Linked DNA regions of Mus musculus: regions 1, 3, 4, 5, 6 and 7 are each linked to region 2. The links are chromatin contacts, called in public HiChIP or PLAC-seq and promoter capture Hi-C maps. All regions are on one chromosome and are shown on one strand. The core of a region is the stretch at or near the end of the contact, and the rest is flanking DNA. Distances in the headings are between cores, read along the strand shown.

Region 1 (2,832 bases), core at 103-2,602, 310 kb after region 2:
GGGTGGGGGTGGGGGGGAGGGCAGGGTTCAGCTTTCTTCTTTTTATGAGTAGCCCATAGGATGATGGCTTGTAGGACTGTGAAAGGCAGCCTGGTTTCTGGTGGAACACAGGCTGGAAACCCCGGTGACCCTGAGGAACAGCAGGCGTTTTACCTGGTTCCTGAACACTAGGCTCCTGGCATGAGGCCTCAGCTTTCCATAGATTTGTGTCCTTCAGTCATATAAGGGCCATGCCCCAAGCCCCGCCACAGGACGTAGCCTCAAGACAGATCTTCATTTTAATGAGGTACCTAAAGGCCTGAAGCCAATTAAGCTTTCCTTCCCAGACGCTCCTCTCTGCAAAAGGTATTTAACCTCAGGCCCGCCCCTGAGAAATGGGGTACAGTTTTACTCATCCACTTTCTGCCATGACAATAAACCATGAACTGTCTCTTTTCACTGGGATCCGCCGTGGAGAGCCATAGAGAAGCCCTTCAACTATAGATCCGAGTCTAATCTCTGGTACAAGGCCTCTCTATGCTCTCAGCCGCGACCACCAAGCCAAGCCAGCCACCCACCAACAAACCAAGGGCTCTATCCCCACAGGATCCAGCTGGAGTATCCCCCTTCCCGCTTCGGCCCCAGGCTAGATCCAGCCTGCAGGCTCCCACTCAGTTCTCAGCTCTTCCTTGGCATCCAGCAGCGCCTGGGTGCCCAAGAGCCTGAGAACCAGATGCCCCAGCCTGCTTGCAGTCCTAAGGACCCCTGAGCCAGCTCCAGCTGTCCCCGGGACCTCAGACTGTGCTCCCCCACCCCTGGAGCGGTGTCCCATGGCTTCCCATAGCCCGGCACTGGCGTGGTAAGTGCAGTACAAGTTCCCATGTTCCACCTCCCTTAGGGACCGGAGCTTGTGGCCGGCCGAGAGGATGCAGGACCCCTTAACCCTACAACTGCTCACATTTGGAGTGGGCCTTAGTCCCTCAATTAACCTAATCAAGATAACCCTTCACAGATATTGTCTCCCTCGTGGTTCTAGATCTTAGCTCTGGCCTCAGAAAGCCTGCTGGGATTTATCACCAGGACCCAATGGCTGCCTTAGGGTATAAAGAGGTCTGTGACTCTGCGATAATGTTAGCCTGCTATGGGCCTAGGGAAGCGATTCCTGTATCTGAACCTCAGCTTAAATGAGTGCCTGAGACCTCTAGTTCCACAGGAGGCCCTGTGCACTGAAAAGAGGGTCAGCTGCCTCTGGGGGACAAGGGGGTAAGCGAGCAGAGGGCCCAGCCTGGAGAGGCTTCACAATAATTGGGAGAAGACCTGGCGCTTTGGGCTGGATAACTGGATGCCTGGCCCTGGGAGCTCTGACCTATGAGGGGACGTGAACCCAGGAGAGGCCACGCCCCTGTATAGACCACGCCCCTGGCCAGCCTTCCTCAAAGCTACTATGCGGCTGCAGGAAAGATGGCTAACTCAACTTCTCTGTGATTCTCTATGAATATAGGGAAGTGGAGCCAGAATATCTCCACACGTTCTGTGCCCTGACACTCTTCAAAGCCCACAGAGGTCATGGGGGCTGTAGGAAGGAGCTCAGGGCCGCAGGGCCGCCAGATGGAGGACCAGTCCAGCTCAGCAAAGCCAAAGGCTAAATAAAACAGGATCTTATGCCCTCCGACCCCTGTGCCCAGAATCCCACAAAGGATAGACTTTGTGGGGCTGCGCAGGCTGTTTTTTTTCCAGGCTATGTATTCCTGCCGGGACGGTGGGTACTGCAAGAGCCCCTTGTGTCATACAAGACAGAGTCCCTGGGGATATTCCCACAAAGGGTGCAGGGGAGAAGGGGAGCCGTAGGAGGTAGGAACCCGCAGACTATGGTGCTCTGACACCACAATAGCATGAACTGGGACAAGCTTCATCAAGCCTAGCCATGAGGACATCTCAAGACGCACTAGGAGCACCAAATATGGCCTGGCCATAGGATTCCCCAGCTCTGTCACTGACTAGACAGAACGAAGAGAGGCGGGGTGCCCTTCCCTGTGAGGGGGAGGGGCTACCATTTGCAGGGCAGGCTGCCAGCCAGTCCTAGGGAGTGTCTCTTGAAGAGAAGTCTGCAGGCCAACCCCCCACCCCCCACTTGACTGTGGCTACTGGTCCACCCAATGAGCTGCACCGAAACAAACTCAGATATTTTTATTAACTCAGTCCCTACCTGATGCACCCCAGCACCTCCGCTTCTGCCAGGTTCAAAGGCAGTGCAGTTAATCAGAACTTATTCAGCGGGACACAGATCTGTCTCAGCATATCCTAGGTCCAGCTGGAAAGAACCCCCAGCTGGGACCTGTTTTCGCCTTCTGCTTTGCTGAACTGGACTGGTCCTCCATCTGGCGTCCCTTCGGCCCTGAGCTCCTTCCTACAGACTCCCTGGCCACTGCAAAGCTGGAAGGAGCCCCGGGGCCAGTAGATATTCAGCCCAGAAGACTGCAGGGTGGGCCGTGGGCATAGCTGTCCCTGTTGACCTAGCCTCTGTTTCCTGCGATGACTCTACAAATGGTCCCCTGTGGGGAGACAGCCACCAGGAAGACACATCATGGTCCTCATTTCCCCAGCTCTGGAACTCTCCACCACAGCCATCAAAGAGGAGTATCAGAGGTACCAGAAAAAGGGCTCTGGGTTATTTGACTGTGTCTGACTGGCCACACCCAAACTGGCAACATGAACAGCTGCAGCCAGCAGGGGAAGGACCCCACTTAGTGAGTGAACGGCCATGTCTAGAGGCTCTCAGGGTACCTGAGATCACTCCTGATGTGTTCAGAGCTTTGAGACATTCCAAGATGGCCCACGAGCCTCTCTTCTCAA
Region 2 (3,221 bases), core at 527-3,026:
TTTACATAGAAATTGGAACCTGGGTGGGAACAAGCATACCTTGGAAGGTACACAGAGGTCTTCCAACAGTGGGTGTTTTCAAGGGAGACTGGGACAGGGAGGGAGCATCCTTGTTAAGTCTTTTTTTTTTTATGCCTTTTGAATTTGAACAATGTGTGCTTGCTGTTCAATCAAGTTAGGCCAGGCTGTGCACATACATCTACAACCCAGTAACACTCTGGAGGTGAAGGCAGGAAGATCAGGATTCAAGGTCAGCCCTGCTACATATCGAGTTTAAGGGCTAACCTGGACTAAGTGAGACCCTATTTCACAAAGAAACCACTCCAGGACTTCAGAGTGCCAGCGACACCCAGTGAGTGAGCCATGACAGCCGGGTATTAGGTCCGGAGGAATATGAGGCTCAGAAAGTTCAAGCCACTTGCCTAGGTCACAGGGGCATGGATGATACAGTCACGCTGTCTGGATGCCCTGGGGGGGGGGGGGGGTTTCCCTAACCTCATCTCCCTCCCCCAACCCCCAGGGATAATCTGGGAATGTGACTCCATCTGCTGGTTCCAAGTCCCCATAGCCCTCCCTCTTGAAGGCTTCCTGCAGCAAGAAGCTATGAGCAGAGACAAACAAGGGGAATGCCCCTCATCAGCACTGCTGGATAAACAGATCCCTGACTATTGCAGCGGAGCCCTGGCTCAGGCAGGCCAGAGGTTCTACAGTGTCCTAGCAAGCTGAGCAGACCCCTCTACAGCCTTAATTCACACAAAGACCAAAGAGGACCATGCAAGGACCTAGACAGGGCCATCCATGCAAACGTGCTTTAAATTATTGTTTGTTTTTTAAATATAAACAGAATCTAGAGAAATGTTTCAGCAGTGAAGAGCGCTTGCTGTTCTTTCAAATGACCCGTGTTCAGTTCCCAGCACCCTAGTCAAGTAGCTCAGCTACTTTTAACTCCTGTTCCAGGGAATTCTATGCCCTCCTGTAGCTTTTGTGGGCACCTGAAAGAACTGCACATACCCACACAAAGGCACACATATGTACACGTATTTTCTTTTTTAGTGTGAAAGATAATCATGAAGCATCAGAGAACTGGCAAGGACCTGTTCCATTTCCAGAAGTTCAGGCTAGGAGGGTGGGCGCACGGCTCAGCGGCTCAGTGTGGGTCACCCAGACCCACACAGGTCTGAAGTCCCTTCTCAGCTACTGTGTCTATTCATCAAGGACTACTCAGCCTTGACCAAGCATCTGAAGTTGCCAGGGATCTTCTCTAACCAGGTCACGGGCGGTGCAGTGGACTGAGCAACGCCTTATTACTCTTTATAAAAGGTAGCTGTGGCTTTGGATGAATAGAGAAAGACAAAGAAAGGAGAGGAGGCGGAGAACCTCCCGGGGCCAAGCTGTCCCTGCCTCTGACTGGGGTCCTGGGGTAAGGACCAGTCAGAGCTGGAAAGGGTAGGAGTCTGGGGACTGAGAACATGTCTGGCCAGCCCGTGTGCCACGATGGCTCCTGTGGACACAGGCTGGGGTCCAAGAGCGAGCCTGGCAGTAGGCTAAGACAAGTCCTCGCTGCAGAGGCAGCTGTGGCATCCGATCCGGACCCGCAAAGCCTTCTGGATCTTTCGGGCCGACCTGTCCCCACACGCGGGACCAGAGAAGAGTGTGGAGGAGAGGCCAGGCTCAGCCTCGGGAAGGGAAGACCCAGCCAAGCATGGGGGCCGCTGCACCCGCACTTACTGTCGCTGCCGCTGCTACCTCCACCAGGTCCAAGGCGCTGGGCCACTGTGACCAGAGCTCAGCCAGGCCGGGCTCCGCCCTTGTCCTCCCAGCCCCGCCCTCCTTTTCTCAGCTCACCACGCCCCGTTCAGCGCTTCCGGGTTTGCCGACTCCTCCCTCTGGCCCCGCCCCCACGCGCGCCTCTTCCTGGCCTACGGCAGTAACTGCAGGCGTCCAATTGCAAAGTGAAAAAAGTGTGGCTTTGGAACAGGTCCTGCCTGACTCCCTATTGGTATCCACCGCCTCATTCCCTAGGGTGCCCCACAGCCCCCTGCTCCCCCTCAATACTTCCAGAGCAGGATGTACCAGCAAGATGAACTTGGCCTCCCAGCCTAGGTGGAGAGCCGCAGAGAGAGCTTGAAGCTATTTGGTGGCAGTGAGCGAGGCCAGAGTGAGCAGATTTGTGTTGGAGGGGCAATCCAGATGCCACATCTGCAGAAGAGAAACTTTTGGGAGACTCTGAGATCAAAGTTCAGGAGAGAGCTGAAGATGGCTCCTGTACAGCTCCGAGTGCAGAGTGGGGGTTACGGAACCGATGTGCTTTGTTTTTGTTTTCTTTTTGAGAGAGAGAGAGAAAAGTGGGGAACCTAAGGAAACACCCAAGAGTGGCAGAAGTTTGGGCTTCCTTTCTACCCAATCCCTTACCACTGGGGGGTGACTTCCTCCGCTGCCCTGCAGGGGACGTGTAGGTGTCACCTACCACCCGCACTTGGGAGGCTCTGGGGTTTAGGCTCACCTTAGCTACATAGTGGTCAGCCCAGGTTACTTGAGACCCTGGCGGCGTTAGGGTTGGAGTATACATGCCTGCGCTGTCCTTACAGATCACCTGAGGAGAGGAGGTAAGGACAGGAGGGGAAAAGAAAGAGGCAGAGTAGGAGTTGGCTGATGTCCTGCGCTAGACCAGAGAAAACGTGGGCACAAGCAAGGCTGGTGTGGGCCAGTCCCAGAGACCAGCTGGGGACTTACTGATGCCAAAGCTTAGTAGGCTTCTTTTCATAAGTGTGAAGGGGGAAAAAATAGAATTTTCTCTACCCATCATGGTTCCTAGTTGGCAAAGGATCCCTAATATCAAACACAGAAGAAAAACAACAGGCTTTTAATAATGTGTAACACAGACACACACACACTTGCCCACTCACACACATACACATGCACACTTTTAGACACACTCACATATATGTATACATGCACCCATGCACACATGTACATATGCACACACATCAGACATGCATACCCACATACACACGTGGGTGAGGCTCAGAGAAATGAGTAAATCTCAAAACATGGCCTAAATACCAGCCTCAACTGCAAGGGGAACACGTGAGGTCTGGAATTCGGCTCTGTGGGAGAGCAGAAGCTAGCATGCTCCAAGCCGTGGGCACACTCCCTACAGGGCACAGAGGAGGCAAAGGTTACCTCAGGATCAGAAAAAGCACAGCAAACAAGAAGGTAGC
Region 3 (2,843 bases), core at 47-2,546, 500 kb before region 2:
TTTCCAACCTGGGACCCCAGAGCTGGGGCAGGCAGATACAGGATGCCTACCTATCTAGCTGAAAAGAGCTGTGGGTTCCAGGTTCAACAAGGGATCCCATCTTAGCCAGAGGTGGAGGTGTACCCCTATAATCCCAGCACCTAGGAGGGAGAGGCAAGTGGGTTCTTGTGATCTCAAAGCCAGCTTGCTCTATATCGAAAGTACAGGTTAGACCTGGTCTCCACGGGGCAAGGAGGAACAGACAGACCGATTGAGACCCTCTCTCCAGGTAGGGAGGAAGACCCCACCATCCTGGTCTCCCTGTCTCCCCATTCAAGGGAATTTTTTTAAAAAAAGATTTATTTATTACATGTAAGTACACTGTAGCTGTCTTCAGACACACCAGAAGAGGGCGTCAGATCTCGTTACAGATGGTTGTGAGCCACCATGTGGTTGCTGGGATTTGAACTCTGGACCTTCGGAAGAGCAGTCGGGTGCTCTTACCCACTGAGCCATCTCACTAGCCCCCTCAAGGGAATTTTTTTAAAAAGATTTATTTATTATATGTAAGTACACTGTAGCTGTTTTCAGAGACACAGAGGGCATCCAATTTCATTAAGGATGGTTGTGAGCCACCATGTGGGTGCTGGGGACTGAACTCAGAACCTCTGGAAATGCAGACAGTGTTTGTGAATAACCACAGAGCCATCTCTCTAGCCCCAGGCTTTCTTTAATTTTAATAAAAAAAAAAAAAAATTAGGGGGCTGGAGAGCTGGCTCCGTGGTTAAGAGCACTGGTTGCTCTTCCTGAGGACCTGGGTTTGATACTCGGCACCCACACGGCAGCTAGCTCCAAGGATCTGATGCCCCCTTCTGGTCTCTGAATGCACTGGGCATGCAAGTGGCACACAGACATACACACAAGCAGAACACTCATACACATGAAATAAACTAAAAATAAAAACAAAAATTAAAATTAAAAAAAAAATAGTGGAAGGGTTGAGGGGAGGCACAGATTTGTGGAGGAGGTCCCGGGAGTCAAACCCAGGTCTCCAGGCCTATAAGGTGCCTCAACCCTGGTAGGCACCACAGAGCCTGTCCTGGACTTGTCCTCTTCAGGGGAGGGGCTTCTCTAACTTCCGGACTGCCCTTCATTGTCTGTTCTATTTTGCCTCATCTGAACTTCACTGAAGAGGAGACTGAAGGCAGAGAGAGGGAGGGGGCTCCTTCCAAAGTTGTAAACTGGACCACACTGGCCCAGGCAGGCCAGAACATACTGGAGAGAGATGGCCCCTCGGCAGATGGCCTCTTGCTGCAAATGGCTTCTTGGGCCCTAGAAAGATCGCCCTGAGGACAGGCAGGGTGTGTGTGACCTCATAGTGTGTGAATGATCTGAATAATAGCGACCGACCCAGAGCTCCAGCTGCTGCTGGTTAGCAGGGCAGGCACACCTATCCCTAGAGCACTACTGTGTGTGTGTGTGTGTGTGTGTGTGTGTGTGTGTGTGTGTGTGTGTGTGTGTGTATGTGTGTGTGTGTGTGTTTGTGTGTGTGTGTGCATGTGCCAACTGTGCACAAGTATGGCCCCACTCAGGCCTAGGGCAATGAGGGTGCTCCTGCTCCGGCTAGGGGAACCCATCACCCCTGCCTGTCCCATGGGTAAGGTTTCTGATCCCTTTTCTCAGGAAAGCTGTAGTGCAGGTGACTGGCTTTGCACACAGTAGTAATTTCGAAAGAGGATGGATATTGCTCAGGGCTACAGGCTCAAGGAGTCTTGTGCAATGTTGGGGGCAGGGGAGGAGGTGGTGGCCAGAAACTGTTGGTGTCGCTTCCCTAAGCATCCTGGGCTGCTCTCCCCAGCTTAACCTCCAAAAATGCCCTGTGTGGGGGAACAGAGGTCAGGAGGTGGCTCAGCTTTTTGTTGGGCGAGGATCCAGGAAGCAGCAGACCAAAGACTGATTTAACCAATCAGTTGGTTGACTGATTGACTGATTGGGTTTTGAGATAGGGTTTTGGGTGGCTGTGGCTGGCCACAGCTTCTCTAGGTAGCCAAAGCAGGCCCTGAGCTCACAGAGACCCACCTACCTCTGCCTCTGGAATGCTGGGATTAAAGGCATGTATATCACCACTGCCCAGACCTATTTATTATTTACTGAGACTCCCTCATTCTGTAGCCCAGGCTGGCCTGAAACTTGTAGTAAAAGCCTTCTTCCTCAGCTTTCTTTAGTGCTGAGGTCACAGGCACAGATCACACCCATCTGGAATTCTTGGAACCTAGGGAACCCACCTTACTTACAGTGATTAGCTAAACCGCACCCTTCACATACCTGCGATCCCTGTTACAACAGAAACAGATTTTTTTTTTCAAACAAAGCTTAATGCTTCACTGTTGTAATCCCGGCCATCAGCACCAAAGTGAGGATGGAGACTTCCGGGTTAGCCTGGTCCACACAGCAAGATGCTGTAGCCAACAGTAAGCTTTAAATATTCAGCCTTATTAAGGCTGCAAATATAAGTTGCTTTCAGATAGAGGCCTTTTTACGTTTCCCCTCCTCTTCATCCTTTCTTTTTCTTTCTCCCTGCTTCTCTCCCTCCCACAATTACTCTCCATAGATTACAGCATATTGCTGTTGTAATCTGTGGACTGTTGGAAACAGAAGCAGACACCCACAGCCAAACATGGGTCAGAGGTCAGGGACCACAATGTAAGAGTTGGGGGGAGGATCGAAGGAGCTGAAGGGGATGGGAACCCCACAGGAAGAACAGCAGAGTCAACTGACCCGGACCCCTGGGAGTCTCAGAGACAGAGCCACCAGCTGAAGAGCATACACGGGCTGGACCAAGGCCCCTGGCACATGGGTAGCAT
Region 4 (2,873 bases), core at 155-2,654, 340 kb after region 2:
CTAATGGTACATAGAACATGAATGGACTTCAAAGGTAAGTATAAACTAAATGGTTTCAATGCATGGGGCCATGGGGATGTCTAGAAAATGCAACCTGCTTGCCAGCAATTGAAGAGCATTGGCTTAGGGGGAGCCCTGGAAGAGAGAGGCTATCTGGTGGCACAGGGAGAGGTGTTCCTAATCCTGCTGATGGATTCCTAAGAGAAGCACATGTCCCTCCATGTCACTGAAGTTATTAGGGTCAGAGCCTGGACCCTGGCAGTCCTAACAAGCAGGGCTCACCCACTACTCTCTATATGCCAACGAAAGAGACAAGTCACAGCAGAGGTGCTGTGGAGAGGGCTCAGAGCGCTTACTGCTCTCGCAGAGAATCTGAATTTGGCTCCAGTACCCATATGAGGCAGCTCACAACAACACCTAAGTGCAATTCCAGGGGATGCAATGTTCCCTTTTGGCCTCCATGGCATCTACATGCATACAGCACACAGTACACATAAATCCATGCACCCACACAAATGCGCACGCGCACACACACACACACACACACACACACACACACACACAAATAAATCTTAAAAATTAAAACAGTGATTAAAACAGCAAGCAAGGTGATTTACTCAATACAGCTTTACTGGGAAGAGAAATGAAGGGGTCCATGAGCCTCCAAGTCTGTCCACTGGGACCTAATCTACGGCTCAAGGTTAAACAGCGGGCAAGAGGAATACCTTACTAAACAAGGTGGCCTGGCAAATTGCCAGAATGGTGTGAAATCTTTCCAGTAGACAAGTTTCTTCTCTGGCTGGCACCAGACCTTAGTTTTTCCTTTTCATACCATGCCTTTCCTGGAAGAAATTCTGATTTCTTGGGTTCCATTGTTTCAATAGCCTGATAGCCCAAAGGAGGGATACGTTGAGTCCCTTTAGAATATCTTCTATTGGGCTGGAGAGATGGCTCAGTGGTTAAGAGCACTGGCTGCTCTTCCAGTGGTCTTGAGTTCAATTCCCAGTAACTACATGGTGGTTCACAACCATCTGTAATAGGATCTGATGCCCTCTTTTGGTGTGTCTGAAGACAGCTACAGTGTACTTATATATAATAAATAAATCTTTTTTAAAAAAGTCTTCTGTTCTGTTAAGATGGTTAAAACTGTGCACTTTATATATGTGCAGTCCAGTGTATGTGACATTTATCTGGGTGGCTTTTGTTGTCGTTGTTACTGTAACAATAGGTCAGGCAGTCTGGTGCCCAGAGTCCTCTGGCAGAGAGGGAGCAGAGGTACTGAGATGTCAAAGCTTTTGCCCTGGAGCCCATCACGCAGCCATGCTCACAGAGCACAGGGCATGGAAAGCATTGCAAGGGCGTGGAGCAAGGAGGACCCATGTTAATTATTACCCGCGGCCACCGGATCTCTGCCCCGCCCCCGCGGTGGCCTGCTGCTTGCCCGCTGCTCTCTCCCTCGCTGCCGCCACCTGCTTCCCGCACTGGACATGGTAAGCGCAGGAAGTCTGGTGGACCCTGAGAGGAGACCAGGAAGTGGGGGGCGGGGGGTGGTGTGGAGAGACGACTAGGGCTCCGATGCTGGGGGCGCGGGCCACGCTGAGCCTCCTGCAGCGCCATCCAGCCGGGCTAGAGTCGCCTGGCCTCCCTTGGGGGCGGTGGCGGTGGGCCTGGAAACCTAGCCTGTCCCAACTCCCAGGCCTAGTCTGCTGGCGGGGTGTGGCAGCAAGGCAAGTCTCCGTGGCGCTGCCTGGCCCTACAGGCTTGCCAGATTGGGGTGGGGGTGGGGGTGGTGTTCAGTTCTCTCTGCACCCAGTGCTGTCCCTGGCCTTAAGCCCCGCCCTAACACCTAGATAGGGTGCTGTGTCCCACCTTGGCGTGGTGGTGGGTCAGGATCTTAGGTAGGTCCCTAGGAAAGGAGCCCCTAGACCTCCCTGCAACCCTTACCAAATAGCGTGGTTCGGGTTCTCTGTACTCGATCAGGGATAGGAGGGTGTTTTGGCAGCTGAGGCCTGGGAAGAGTCATTGGGCCCAAAGACACCACAGGCTTGGATAATCAGTAATCGCTCAGCCCACACTAACAAGCTGACAGAGCTTCCCTAAGCAAATAAGGCCCTTACCCCTCTGACCTGAGTTCAGAGCATTGTCAGCCTGAAAGTTGGTTCTGGAAAATTCTAAAGAGTGGAGCCCTGTTGATACCTGGCTGCCTGGTTACAAGTGTCCCGCTTATCACCCACTGAAGGGTCAATGCTGGAAGTCCCCCACCCCCTTCATTAACCACAGAGCAGATCTCTGCACTGAGCTGGAGCCCCTTGTTTCTGAGAGCACACACACACTGGTGTTGGTTCTGTAGGCCCCACTGCTGGCCTGAGAACTGTCACAGATGTTCTTGTTCTAGGAAGTGTTGGTTTTTTGTTTTTTTTTTTTTTTTTAATGAAGCTGACTTTCACTTGATAACCTTGCTACTGAAGTATTTCCACTGGCATCTCTTGGTCTAAGGAGTGGGTCTCATCCCTTCACTCATGAAGCCAAAGGGCCATTTCGATACCCACCCCAGGGTATGGAAACGATGGGTGGCTTGCAGGACACAGTTCACCTTCCTCCTGCTCCCCAAGCCAAATTTGAGTCCTTGTCAGTTGAACACTGTATCCCTGGGTGATTCTCTTTCACAATCCTAGCTTGTTAGACTCAGGGCCCCACGTTCCTCTAGAGGACAGAACAGACACTAACTTCTGTTTTCCAGGGGTCCACTCAGGACCTGACCTGGTATGTGCTGGGGGATCACACCGTGGGCACTTTGTATAACAGGGTAATGAGCATGCCAGGTGCCCTTGACAGACTACTTCCATTTTGAGTCTGGGCCCTGTGGTCCTAGG
Region 5 (2,962 bases), core at 81-2,580, 390 kb after region 2:
TTTACTCGGCAGCCCGGCCGGCGCTGCCCCTCCGCGGGATCCCCCTGCCGGCTTTGGCAGCGCTCCAGCCGACCCCGGCACCCCGGAGCAGTGGAGCCCGCGGCGTGCACGCGGGGACACGCCCCTTCCCCGGGCCCACGGCAGCGCCGCCGCCTCTCGGCACAGCGGGACCCGGGACTCCTCCAGCCCGGCCTGCCTTTCCCCCGCGCCCCTGTAGCCTGGCGCCACTACTCAGCCCCGGCCACAGACTCGAGCCTGGGTCTCTCCGACGCCCCACAGCAGTCGGGAACCCACACCCCGCAGCTCGGCTCCCCATCAGCCCGGACCCAGCCCCCTCAGACCAGGCCCGGCTCCCCTCAGCCCGCCCCCTCTTAGCCTGACTCCCTTAAGCCCAGGACCCTCTCAGCCTGGGCCCTGCTCCCCTCAGCCTGGGCCCCGCTCCCCTCAGCCCCGACCCCGCAGCCCCGACCCTGCTCCCCTCAGTCTGGGGCCCGCACCCCTCAGTTTGCTCCTTCTCAGCCCGGCTCCCCCTCAGCCCAGGCGCTGCTCCCCTCAGTCTGGGCCCCGCTTCCCTCATCCCACCTCTCCCTGTGCCACGGACCTGCACCCCTCAGCTCAGCTTCCTCTCAGCCCACTCCCTTTCAGCCTGAGCCCTGCTTCCCTCAGCCCGGGCACCGCTTCCCTCAGCCCGGCTCTCCCTCAGCCCGGCTCCCTCTCAGCTCGGGCCCCGCTCCCCTCAGCCCAGGACCCTCTCAGCCTGAACCCTTGCTCCCCTCAGCCCGGTCCCTGCTCCCCCTCAGCCCGGGCCCCGCTCCCCTCAGCCCAGCTCTCCCTCAGCCCGGCTCCCTCTCAGCTCGGGCCCCGCTTTCCTCAGCCGCGCTCCCCTCAGCCCAGCTCTCCCTCAGCCCGGCTCCCTCTCAGCTCGGGCCCTGCTTTCCTCAGCCGCGCTCCCCTCAGCCCAGCTCTCCATGAACCACAGACCTGCCTCCCTCAGCGCAGCTCCCCACAGCCCGGTTCCCTCCGCGCAGCTCCCCACAACCCAATTCCCTCTCGGCTCCCCAACCACAGCTCGGCCTCCCTCCTCTCCCCTCAGCCCGGGCCCGGATCCCTCCAGCTCCTCTCGGCTCCCCACTGCTCCCGCCGGGTCCAGCCCGCCGCGGCAGCTCCACCTCCTCAGGCTGTGGACCCGGCTCCTTCTTTCCCCGCAGAGGCTCCGCTGGCCGCCGCCCACCTCACGCGCCTCGGTTCTGCGAGCGACTCACTCGCTGGCCACGGGACCCGGGTTCCCCCTTCCGCCGCCGCCGCAGAGATTGGAGGTGCGCCGCCCCCGGCCCCGCCCCTCCCGGAAATGGCCTTGGGGTACCCGCCCGCCTCCAGGAGCCCGGGCCGTGCGCGCCCTTGCCGCTGTCGGGCGCGCGCACGTCCGACGCCGCGCTGGGCTCGGCTCGCCCCGCAGCCCTCCGCCCGCCTACTGCTGGGTCCGGGCTGTGGTGTCGGGGGAACTCAGGCGAGAGTTTGTGGCCAGGGCTAAGTAATGGCGCCAGGGTTGAGAGGCTCGGCGCCAAGGTTCGGGGCGCCCAGAGCCGTGTGGGCGTGCGCGCCGCCTGCTGGCCGGGTAGGGACTGTGTCTAAGCCAGATAGGGTGTCTAGGGGTCTCACCTTTCGCCAGCAGCTGGCCCTGTGAGTTTACAACTTCTTCAGGCTACTCTTTGTGTTTGTCTTTTGTTGCTATTGTTGTTTGTTGTTGTTTTGTGATGCAGGCTTTTTATACTAAGTTGCCGAGACTGGCTTTGAGGTCTTTCTGTAGGGCAGTCAAAGGCTTTGATCTAGGTTTTCTCCCGCCTCATCACAGCCTTCCAAAAATCTAAGGTGACATCTCTCTTAACAATTCTTTGTTTTGATCCAAGTTCTGACTTAGGTCATGCTGGCCCCAAACTGGTCCTGTATCTTAGGATAACTTTGAACTCACAATCTTCCTGCCAGCCACTACACTCAACAGTTTAGGGGCTGGTTAGTGTTTGAGACAGGGTCTCACTCTGTCGTGTAAGCTATAAACTGGCCTTGAACTTGAATCAATCTTCCTGCTTTAGGCTCCCAAGTACTGAAATTATACCCATAAAAAGCTGGTTATGTGAAGTGATTGGGGAGGGAGGGCTCAGTGAGGCTGGGTCCCAGCACCCACTTAAGATGGCTCCCAAACACCACTCCCGGTCCATGGACTCTGACATTGTCTTCTGGCCTCTGAGGCCATAAACACACACACACACACACACACGCTTACACATAAATAAAAATAAATGCTTGAAATAATTAACTTGAACCTGGTGTGGTGGTTTGTTCCTGTAATTCCTGAGGCAATTTTGAAGCCAACCGGGGCTTCAAAATAAGACCCTATTCCCCACCCCAACCCTTGCATTCTGGACACAATTGGTCACTTCCAGCCAGTGTCTGCAGACAAGACTAATCTGAGCAACCACCTAACCTGGGTCTTTAAAGGAAGAGCTTTGAGATTTTACTGTTTTAGGGTTTCTATTGCTGTGATGAAACACCATGACCAAAGAAATATGGGGAAGAAAGGGTTTATTTGGCTTACACGTCCAGAGCACTGTTCATCAACAAAAGAAGTCAGGACAGGAGCTCAAACAGGGCAAAACCTGAAGGCAGGAGCTGATGCAGAGGCCATGAAGGAGTGCTGCTTACTGCCCTGCTCCTCATGGCTGGCTTGCTTATAGAACCCAGGACCACCAACCCAGGGATAGCACCACCCACAGTGGGCTGCGACCTCCCCCATCAATCCCTAATTAAGAAAATGCCCTACAGGTTTGCCTATAGCCTGAATCTCATAGAGGCATTTTCTTAATCAATATTCCCTCCTCTGAGATGACTTTAACTTGTGTTATGTTCACTGAGTGAGCAAGGGGTTGGCCCTTGGTCTCTTTTCTGTGTTGGAAACTTGATTTTC
Region 6 (3,039 bases), core at 222-2,721, 420 kb before region 2:
GGTAGTTGTGAGCTACCATGTGGTTGCTGGGATTTGAACTCAGGACCTTCGGGAGAACAGTTAGTGCTCTTAACCACTGAGCCATCTCTCCAGCCCCCATCAACAAGAATCTTAAGTCTTTTATGGGAGTGTTATGTGGTGAGAAGGGTACTTAGCCACACCACGCTGCCTACGGATGGGGGATTTCAGGTTGGAAGGTGAGTCCTGGCTTTCAGACCTTCATGTCTGATTGATGTTAGCCCAAGTTCACCCATACTCTCATACAAAGCTAGGGCCCCTAAATATGACTCTGCAGTCCTCAGATGGGGACACAGAGATGGTACCCTGTGCTTCAAAGCCCCAGGATGCACTTTGGGGTAAGACAGCACCATAGAAGCCTCATCAGACAAGTGATTCATTATATTTAGGGAAATGGAGGGAAGAGGAATATTTTATCACTCTGCCAGCTGATTCTCCTGTCCCTGAGGTCTACCTGTTTACTGGTCCAACCAACTCCCCTCACCACAGTTAATACAATTGCCACCAGTGCCACAGACACTGTGGATACTGCAGATCAACCTTCAGCACTTCTGTGAAATGTATAGAAGTCACAGTAGGCATAATGTGTGAATATGCTTGTCCCAGGGAGTGGCACTATTAGGAGGGGTGGTCCTATTGGAGTAGGTGTGTCACTATGGGCTTGGGCTTAAGACCCTCATCCTAGCTGCCTGGAAGTCAGACTTCTGCTAGCAGCCTTCAGGTGAAGATGTAGAACTCTCAGCTCCTCCTGCACCATGCCTGCCTGGATGCTGCCATGCTCCCACCTTGATGATAATGGACTGAACCTCTGAACCTGTAAGCCAGCCCCAATTAAATGTTGCCTTGGTCATGGTGTCTGTTCACAGCAGTAAAACCCTAACTAAGACAGTAGGGATCATATAAGAAAGGGCTCCCTGAGATGGCTGTCACTGGGACTGCTTTCTGTGTCAACAGAGAACCCTAACCCTGTTCAAGAACAACAAACTACAGCGCATTCTGATTGAACAGAGATGCAAAAAATTCCCAACAAAATTCTTGGAAGCCTAAGAAAGAGGCACCTCCAGGTGATCAGCATAATCAAGTTGGTTTCATTCCAGAGATGACAAGATGGTTCAGTATACACTAACAAATGCAATTCATCACATAAGTGGACCCAGAGCCAGAAATCACACGGTCATTCCAACAGATACGGATCTGACCGAGTTGGCATCCCTTTACAATAAAATCAAGCGCCTTATCAAGAATATGAGGGCCTCACAAAGGACTGTAGGCAGAGGTGGGGGTGGTATCTCCTTCATTGGTGTAGCCACTGATAAGTTGCTCATGTTCCAGAACAGAGTCCAGATGGGGAAACTGAAGTATTAAGAAAGCAGTGTGGCAACACGGCCACTTAGCTGGCCCGGAGCAGCTCTGGGGAAACAGGCACAGGATCCTAGCCCGACACCAGGAGCAGTAAGAACAGACCAACTCCAACCGGAAAGGGACCGTCAGGCAGCACCCACTGCCTTTCAGTAAGGAGCCTGTGTGTTTGACATTCGAAGGACACTGTAGCCCACCCTCCCCCTTCAGGGCCTCTAAGTGCAAGTCTGAGTCCTATGTGTGTACATACACATACATCTGGGGTCATCTGGCATCCAATGAGTGTTGGCCCTGGGCCAGGCTCAGTACTGACTCAAGGATGCAAGAGAAAAGGGAGGCTGGGAAGAAAATGAATTGGCTCAAGCACATACTGGTGGACAGGAAAACTGAGATCTGAAGCCAGCGCTTGCTAAGGCAGATGTGTGCTTCTAAGCCTGTGGCAAGCTGCCACCCGCTCACCAGGGGAGGTGTGTGTGTGTGTGTGTGTGTGTGTGTGTGTGTGTGTATTTGAGTATCCATTCTCACTCTTACAACTCTCTCTCTCTCTCTCTCTCTCACACACACACACATACACACACACACTTGGCTTCCCCACCCCCTCTCCCTCTCTCTTCCCCTCCCCACCTCTTTTACCCCATCCAACCTCAGTGTCTTGCAGCCTTACCTTCCTGGCTATGCGTGGGTTCTCCGGGTTATCCTTCACAGAAACAGTCAGCCTGTACTCTGGGATGCGCTCTCGGTCCAGGGGCCGGTTGACAGTGACAATCCCTGTCTGGGATGTGCCTGGCTGGTTAGATGAGCAGGTACTCCCCACCCCCCACACCCCAGTTACCCATGCTCTGACCACAGTTCCTAGGCAGCTAGAAGTACCTTCCCTAAAGTACCTAACAGATAAGGGTCAAAGGAGGGCACCAGGATCTTTCCAAGGAGATGGTAAGTCAGTGATAACCAAGTTCTGGGCAAACCCAAAAGAGGGACCTTGGATGTCAACAGTCTTCAGACACTCCAAGAGGCCAGGAGAGAAACTCAGGTGCACTTAAGTATGGCTCAAGCTATCTTACAGTTTGAAGTTTGGGTGTGCCCAGGAGAAGGCTTGAGGGGTGCATTAAGGGAGTGGTTGGTGGATACCAGAAAATTGCTGCTCAATAAAACCAAAGGGGGCCTGACTGACTGGGACTGAGTTCCTGTACTGAGCACCGCAATCCACATGGGCAGCGCTGGATCAGGGCAACTGTGCTAATGAATGCGCCCATAGCCAAGTGACTGGTTGATTGTCCAAGCCAAAGAAACCAACTCAGTTGTTTCTAAGCCTCCCTCTGTTGTTTAATTAAGGCGGATGGTGCTCCCTTGCTGGCTGGAATTCCCACAACCTGTCTGGCTCTAGGAGATGACTTTTTTTGGGGTGGGGGGAGGGGGTTCGAGACAGGGTTTCTCTGTGTATCCCTGGCTGTCCTGGAACTCACTTTGTAGACCAGGCTGGCCTTGAACTCAGAAATTCGCCTGCCTCTGCCTCCCGAGTGCTGGGATTAAAGGCGTGCGCCACCACGCCCGGCTCAAGAGATGACTTATTTTGAGTAGATTTTTTCATTATACTTGGTTGCTTTACTTTTTTTTTGAAAGACAGGGTCTCTTACAGCATGGACTGACCTCAAACGATGGTGC
Region 7 (3,062 bases), core at 496-2,995, 380 kb before region 2:
TTCAGAAAGGATTTTAAAGCATGAAAAGAAAGGGTAGTTCTTGTGAGGTAGGGATGGGCAGCTGATGTTTGAGAGTGAGGAGGGATACGGCTGGGCAGATCACTCTCCAGTCTCTAGAGGGAAAGTAGCTCTAAGTCTGGGAGAGCAGCAGCCCAGTGGTACCATATGTCTTCTTGCAGCTTCCACTGGCTGGGCTGAACTGGGCATGGGTAGGAAAGCTCCTGTTCTGGGCCTGCAGCCAGGGAGAACCCCATTCATTCCCTGAGGACAGATGGGTGGGGAGAGAAGAGAGAGTTTCAGGCCGGGAAGCAGCAATAAGCTATCTGCTGGGGACCCAGACAAGTTGTCTGATGAGGTCCAAGATGTGGGATGCCAGTTATACCTGGGGCTTGGGGATCCTTAGAGGCTTTGTATCATCATCATAGGAGTGTCGGGGTGGCCAGGGCATCAAAGCCATGACCCCTGTTTTATCCTCAGGGTCCACTCTTCTGCACCATCCATTGCTCTAGATCTATGCAGTTACTATAGACAGAATGTGTTGTTCTGTTTGGCTTTGGGGATAATGGCCTGGCGAACTGCCAGCTGTTCAGTGGCAGGGCTGTGAGGCCAGTCAAAGACTAGAACCCACAGACCAGCTGAACGATGAGTATAGCCTGTCCCCTGGGGGAGCCTGACCTGTCTCCAGCCCTAAGCTTCAGACCTCACCACTCAGATGACTTCTAAGAATTTGCCTGTGGGGACCCCTGCATGGCTGCAGCTCCGTGGAAAGGAGAGGAGGCCCCCAGCAGAAGAACCACTCGCTTCCTGCCCAGCTTCCTCCTGTAGGGCTCTAAGTCTCTTCTTCTTGGGACCCTGCAAGCAAAGGCATGTCAGCTTGGTGGTTTCCTGTTTTGGGTGAAGTTTTGTGTGGTCCGGGTTCTGTCTACATCCATGAACTTGGGTGCTACCACCTTGCTGCTGCTGTAGAGACAGCTGCAGGATCTTAGGGTGGAAAATGGAGGTGCCCTGAGGTGCTAGCCCTTGGGGCAAAAGATGGGGTGGCAATGAGACACAGTGGGGAACTGAGTTCCCCAAGAGGAGGGAGGAGCCCTGTAGCCTCAAGGGCCATATTGGGTTCCTGGTACCAGCAAAAGCCTAGAGAGCGAAGTCTGTATTTTGAGGAGGTAATTGATCCTTACGGAATCCATCAGAAATTTGGAGCGGGTGCTTTATCTATCTCTGGAGGGTCTCTACCTATCTCCGATGAAGCTCTCCCTGGGCCTGGGATGGGAGAAACCAGGAGGAAAGGTGTCTGATAAAGCAGGGGCTTCTTGACAAGCCAAAGGGCCACTGGTAGCTGTTGTGGACCGAGCTGACCCTGCTGAAGTATTGTAGTGTGCCTTGGACCAACTTCTCAAAAGAGCAACCCCGGGGCTACCCTACTTCTGCCAGGAAGAGGCGGAGAAGGGGCTGAGAGGCCTGGAAGGGGCTAGCTCCTTCTTTGAGAACTGCTCCCCGGAGGACTTGGAGGAGGCGGCTAGGCTACGGGCTGCTGAGGGCCCTTTGTCTTTCCTAACCTGGGCACTGTTAGGATGCTCCCTCCTGGAAAAGGCTTTCCTGGGTGTGAGCTAGAGCAGTGTCCATGCCAGCGCTGAACCTGCCATGGTGGGAGCTGAACTAAAAATTTCTCAGGGAACTAAAATAGGCAAAAGAGGAACTGGGGGAGGAGGGTGCCAGGCAGGATGGGGGGAAGGGAGGGCAGTGCAAAAGTCTCTTGAAACACAGACAGCCCAGCTGAGTGCCAGTCCCAGATCACAGAGAATACGGCTCATCTGGCTCATGTTCTGCATGCTTGCTGCTTTACCCTGGCACTTTCCTTCTCCACCATGAGTGCGAGTCCTGGGAGTCCTGGGAGGGTGAGGATTAATGCCAGCCTGGGGAGCAGATAGCTGACAGAGTCCTTGGGTAACTGGCTTGAACCAGGACCTCAGGATTCCACTCTGGGGATCTAGCTTTGTCTGGGCCAGTGAAGATCTCTATAATGGCATTATTGCCAGGGGATAAACATTTCACTGGGTTCTGATCTGTTGGGTGTGGCTTCCTGGAAAATATGGTGAGAGGAATTCTGCTAAGGATACAGTTGATAAGAAAGTTCTGAGATTGATTAGTAATGCCTGCCTTGGACTCAGGAAGGGAAGTGGCAGTATGAATGCCATGTCTTAATCATTTTGGTTAAAATATGCTTCCCAAAAGATTTCCACGTGTGTTCTTGTTTATTTGACATCTGTCTCCATATCAGTCTTGAAAGCCTTTCTGTGTGTATATATATGATGTTTGCGTGTATATATGTTTTTGTGTGTGCATATGGAAGTCAGAAATCACTGGGTGTCTTCCTCCATTCCTTTGCAATGTATGTTTTTTTTTTTTTTACGATTTATTTACTATATGAATGTTTTGCCTGAATACATGCATAGGTGTCACGTACATGCCTGCTGGAACGCTTGGAACTGGAGTTACAGGTGGCTATGAGCTACAGTGTGAGCACTGGGAATCAAACCTGGGTCTTCTGCAAGAGCAACAAATTAAAAGTCAGCTCTTAACTACTTGAGCTATTTTTCCAACTCCACCATTGTGTATTTTTAGCATTTATTTTAAAATTTTATGTGCATGTTTTTTGTTTGTTTTGTTTTTTTGTTTGTTTTGTTTTGTTTTGTTGCCCTGCATGTCTCTAAGAGCATCACATGTATGCTAGGCACCGGTGGAGGCCGGGAGGGCAATGGATCACTTGGGAATGGAGTTAGGGAATAGATAGTTGTGAGCTGCCATGTGGATCCTCTGTAAGTAGAGCTGAGCTGACTCGTTAGTGTTCCACTTTCTTTTCGGCAGACCCTTCAGTGAATCTGGAGCTAAGCACCGAGCTCTGGGGACCTGCCTGTACCTGTCCCACCCTACCCCGAACTGCTGGGGTTATAGACTACACGCGGCCTGTGGGTGCTGGGAATCTGAACTCTGGTTCCTCATGTGTGCGTGCCAAGCACTGTATCTGCTGAGCCTCCTCCACCCCCAAGCAAGAGTCTTTACCA

Evidence for each region. Promoter capture Hi-C pulls out the DNA fragments that hold promoters and counts their contacts. HiChIP or PLAC-seq counts read pairs in DNA pulled down with a chosen protein or histone mark. Capture Hi-C pulls out chosen DNA fragments and counts their contacts.
Region 1: an H3K27ac HiChIP or PLAC-seq map of embryonic stem cells shows a contact between it and region 2, with 7 read pairs. The contact joins the enhancer-like site here to the promoter of Slc29a3 in region 2. A contact is called at or near these places in 16 of 39 promoter capture datasets (the 3T3-L1 cell line, cranial neural crest, embryonic stem cells and 8 more), 3 of 15 datasets of contacts at CTCF or cohesin (the NIH/3T3 cell line and embryonic stem cells), 39 of 484 Hi-C or Micro-C datasets (the C2C12 cell line, the HL-1 cell line, the N1E-115 cell line and 16 more), 31 of 115 datasets of contacts at active chromatin or transcription factors (the 230-238 cell line, the SCID.adh cell line, T-cell acute lymphoblastic leukemia and 17 more) and 3 of 9 other capture datasets (liver, macrophages and pancreatic islet).
Region 3: a contact with region 2 is called in an H3K27ac HiChIP or PLAC-seq map of bone marrow-derived dendritic cells, with 9 times the contacts expected there. The contact joins the enhancer-like site here to the promoter of Slc29a3 in region 2. A contact is called at or near these places in 7 of 39 promoter capture datasets (the 3T3-L1 cell line, embryonic stem cells, liver and 3 more), 1 of 15 datasets of contacts at CTCF or cohesin (pro-B cells), 9 of 484 Hi-C or Micro-C datasets (B cells, the N1E-115 cell line, bone marrow-derived macrophages and 5 more) and 11 of 115 datasets of contacts at active chromatin or transcription factors (acute myeloid leukemia, bone marrow-derived dendritic cells, bone marrow-derived macrophages and 8 more).
Region 4: a promoter capture Hi-C map of liver shows a contact between it and region 2, with 3 times the contacts expected there. The contact joins the promoter of Pcbd1 here to the promoter of Slc29a3 in region 2. A contact is called at or near these places in 18 of 39 promoter capture datasets (the 3T3-L1 cell line, the C10 cell line, cranial neural crest and 10 more), 3 of 15 datasets of contacts at CTCF or cohesin (the NIH/3T3 cell line and embryonic stem cells), 13 of 484 Hi-C or Micro-C datasets (the HL-1 cell line, the N1E-115 cell line, bone marrow-derived macrophages and 5 more), 19 of 115 datasets of contacts at active chromatin or transcription factors (the SCID.adh cell line, bone marrow-derived macrophages, craniofacial prominence and 12 more) and 3 of 9 other capture datasets (adipose tissue, macrophages and pancreatic islet).
Region 5: a promoter capture Hi-C map of adipose tissue shows a contact between it and region 2, with 3 times the contacts expected there. The contact joins the promoter of Sgpl1 here to the promoter of Slc29a3 in region 2. A contact is called at or near these places in 14 of 39 promoter capture datasets (the 3T3-L1 cell line, 3T3-L1-derived adipocytes, the C10 cell line and 8 more), 1 of 15 datasets of contacts at CTCF or cohesin (embryonic stem cells), 4 of 484 Hi-C or Micro-C datasets (CD4 T cells, CD8 T cells, the N1E-115 cell line and 1 more), 5 of 115 datasets of contacts at active chromatin or transcription factors (cardiomyocytes, embryonic forebrain, memory CD8 T cells and 2 more) and 3 of 9 other capture datasets (adipose tissue, liver and macrophages).
Region 6: an H3K27ac HiChIP or PLAC-seq map of acute myeloid leukemia shows a contact between it and region 2, with 5 times the contacts expected there. The contact joins the enhancer-like site here to the promoter of Slc29a3 in region 2. A contact is called at or near these places in 18 of 39 promoter capture datasets (the 3T3-L1 cell line, 3T3-L1-derived adipocytes, the C10 cell line and 13 more), 2 of 15 datasets of contacts at CTCF or cohesin (both in the NIH/3T3 cell line), 21 of 484 Hi-C or Micro-C datasets (B cells, the C10 cell line, the C2C12 cell line and 12 more), 25 of 115 datasets of contacts at active chromatin or transcription factors (the 230-238 cell line, the NIH/3T3 cell line, the SCID.adh cell line and 18 more) and 1 of 9 other capture datasets (liver).
Region 7: a contact with region 2 is called in an H3K4me3 HiChIP or PLAC-seq map of bone marrow-derived macrophages, with 5 times the contacts expected there. The contact joins the enhancer-like site here to the promoter of Slc29a3 in region 2. A contact is called at or near these places in 5 of 39 promoter capture datasets (the C10 cell line, cranial neural crest, frontonasal cranial neural crest and 2 more), 1 of 15 datasets of contacts at CTCF or cohesin (the NIH/3T3 cell line), 2 of 484 Hi-C or Micro-C datasets (bone marrow-derived macrophages and muscle stem cells), 21 of 115 datasets of contacts at active chromatin or transcription factors (the 230-238 cell line, the SCID.adh cell line, T-cell acute lymphoblastic leukemia and 17 more) and 2 of 9 other capture datasets (adipose tissue and liver).

What each region holds. Positions count from the first base shown.
Region 1 is chr10:61,063,454-61,066,285 of GRCm38.p6, forward strand. No RefSeq gene overlaps it. Among named protein-coding and RNA genes, the nearest start is that of Pcbd1, 24 kb to the right of the region's middle. Within about 2 kb of position 1,353, at least 40 of the 459 cell types and tissues checked have an H3K27ac peak or open chromatin away from gene starts, as enhancers often do. A contact at or near this core is called in the N1E-115 cell line, cerebellum, craniofacial prominence and 5 more, where this site is marked.
Region 2 is chr10:60,751,006-60,754,226 of GRCm38.p6, forward strand. It overlaps Slc29a3 (solute carrier family 29 (nucleoside transporters), member 3), which reads right to left and starts at 1,777. Exons shown (of 6, transcript NM_023596.3): 1 at 1,729-1,777. The coding sequence starts at 1,729.
Region 3 is chr10:60,251,050-60,253,892 of GRCm38.p6, forward strand. No RefSeq gene overlaps it. Among named protein-coding and RNA genes, the nearest start is that of Psap, 25 kb to the right of the region's middle. Within about 2 kb of position 1,297, at least 78 of the 459 cell types and tissues checked have an H3K27ac peak or open chromatin away from gene starts, as enhancers often do. A contact at or near this core is called in acute myeloid leukemia, bone marrow-derived dendritic cells, bone marrow-derived macrophages and 3 more, where this site is marked.
Region 4 is chr10:61,087,927-61,090,799 of GRCm38.p6, forward strand. Pcbd1 (pterin 4 alpha carbinolamine dehydratase/dimerization cofactor of hepatocyte nuclear factor 1 alpha (TCF1) 1) reads left to right here and starts at 1,405. Exons shown (of 4, transcript NM_025273.4): 1 at 1,405-1,490. The coding sequence starts at 1,488.
Region 5 is chr10:61,146,354-61,149,315 of GRCm38.p6, forward strand. It overlaps Sgpl1 (sphingosine phosphate lyase 1), which reads right to left and starts at 1,331. Exons shown (of 15, transcript NM_009163.4): 1 at 1,170-1,331.
Region 6 is chr10:60,327,765-60,330,803 of GRCm38.p6, forward strand. It overlaps Cdh23 (cadherin 23 (otocadherin)), which reads right to left. Exons shown (of 71, transcript NM_023370.3): 45 at 2,042-2,149. Among named protein-coding and RNA genes, the nearest start is that of Vsir, 18 kb to the right of the region's middle. Within about 2 kb of position 1,472, at least 18 of the 459 cell types and tissues checked have an H3K27ac peak or open chromatin away from gene starts, as enhancers often do. A contact at or near this core is called in ECoMG-derived neutrophils and acute myeloid leukemia, where this site is marked.
Region 7 is chr10:60,370,081-60,373,142 of GRCm38.p6, forward strand. All of the region lies in intron 39 of Cdh23 (cadherin 23 (otocadherin)), which reads right to left. Vsir (V-set immunoregulatory receptor) reads left to right here. Exons shown (of 7, transcript NM_028732.4): 7 at 1-2,604. Among named protein-coding and RNA genes, the nearest start is that of Vsir, 25 kb to the left of the region's middle. Within about 2 kb of position 1,746, at least 103 of the 459 cell types and tissues checked have an H3K27ac peak or open chromatin away from gene starts, as enhancers often do. A contact at or near this core is called in the 230-238 cell line, T-cell acute lymphoblastic leukemia, adipose tissue and 6 more, where this site is marked.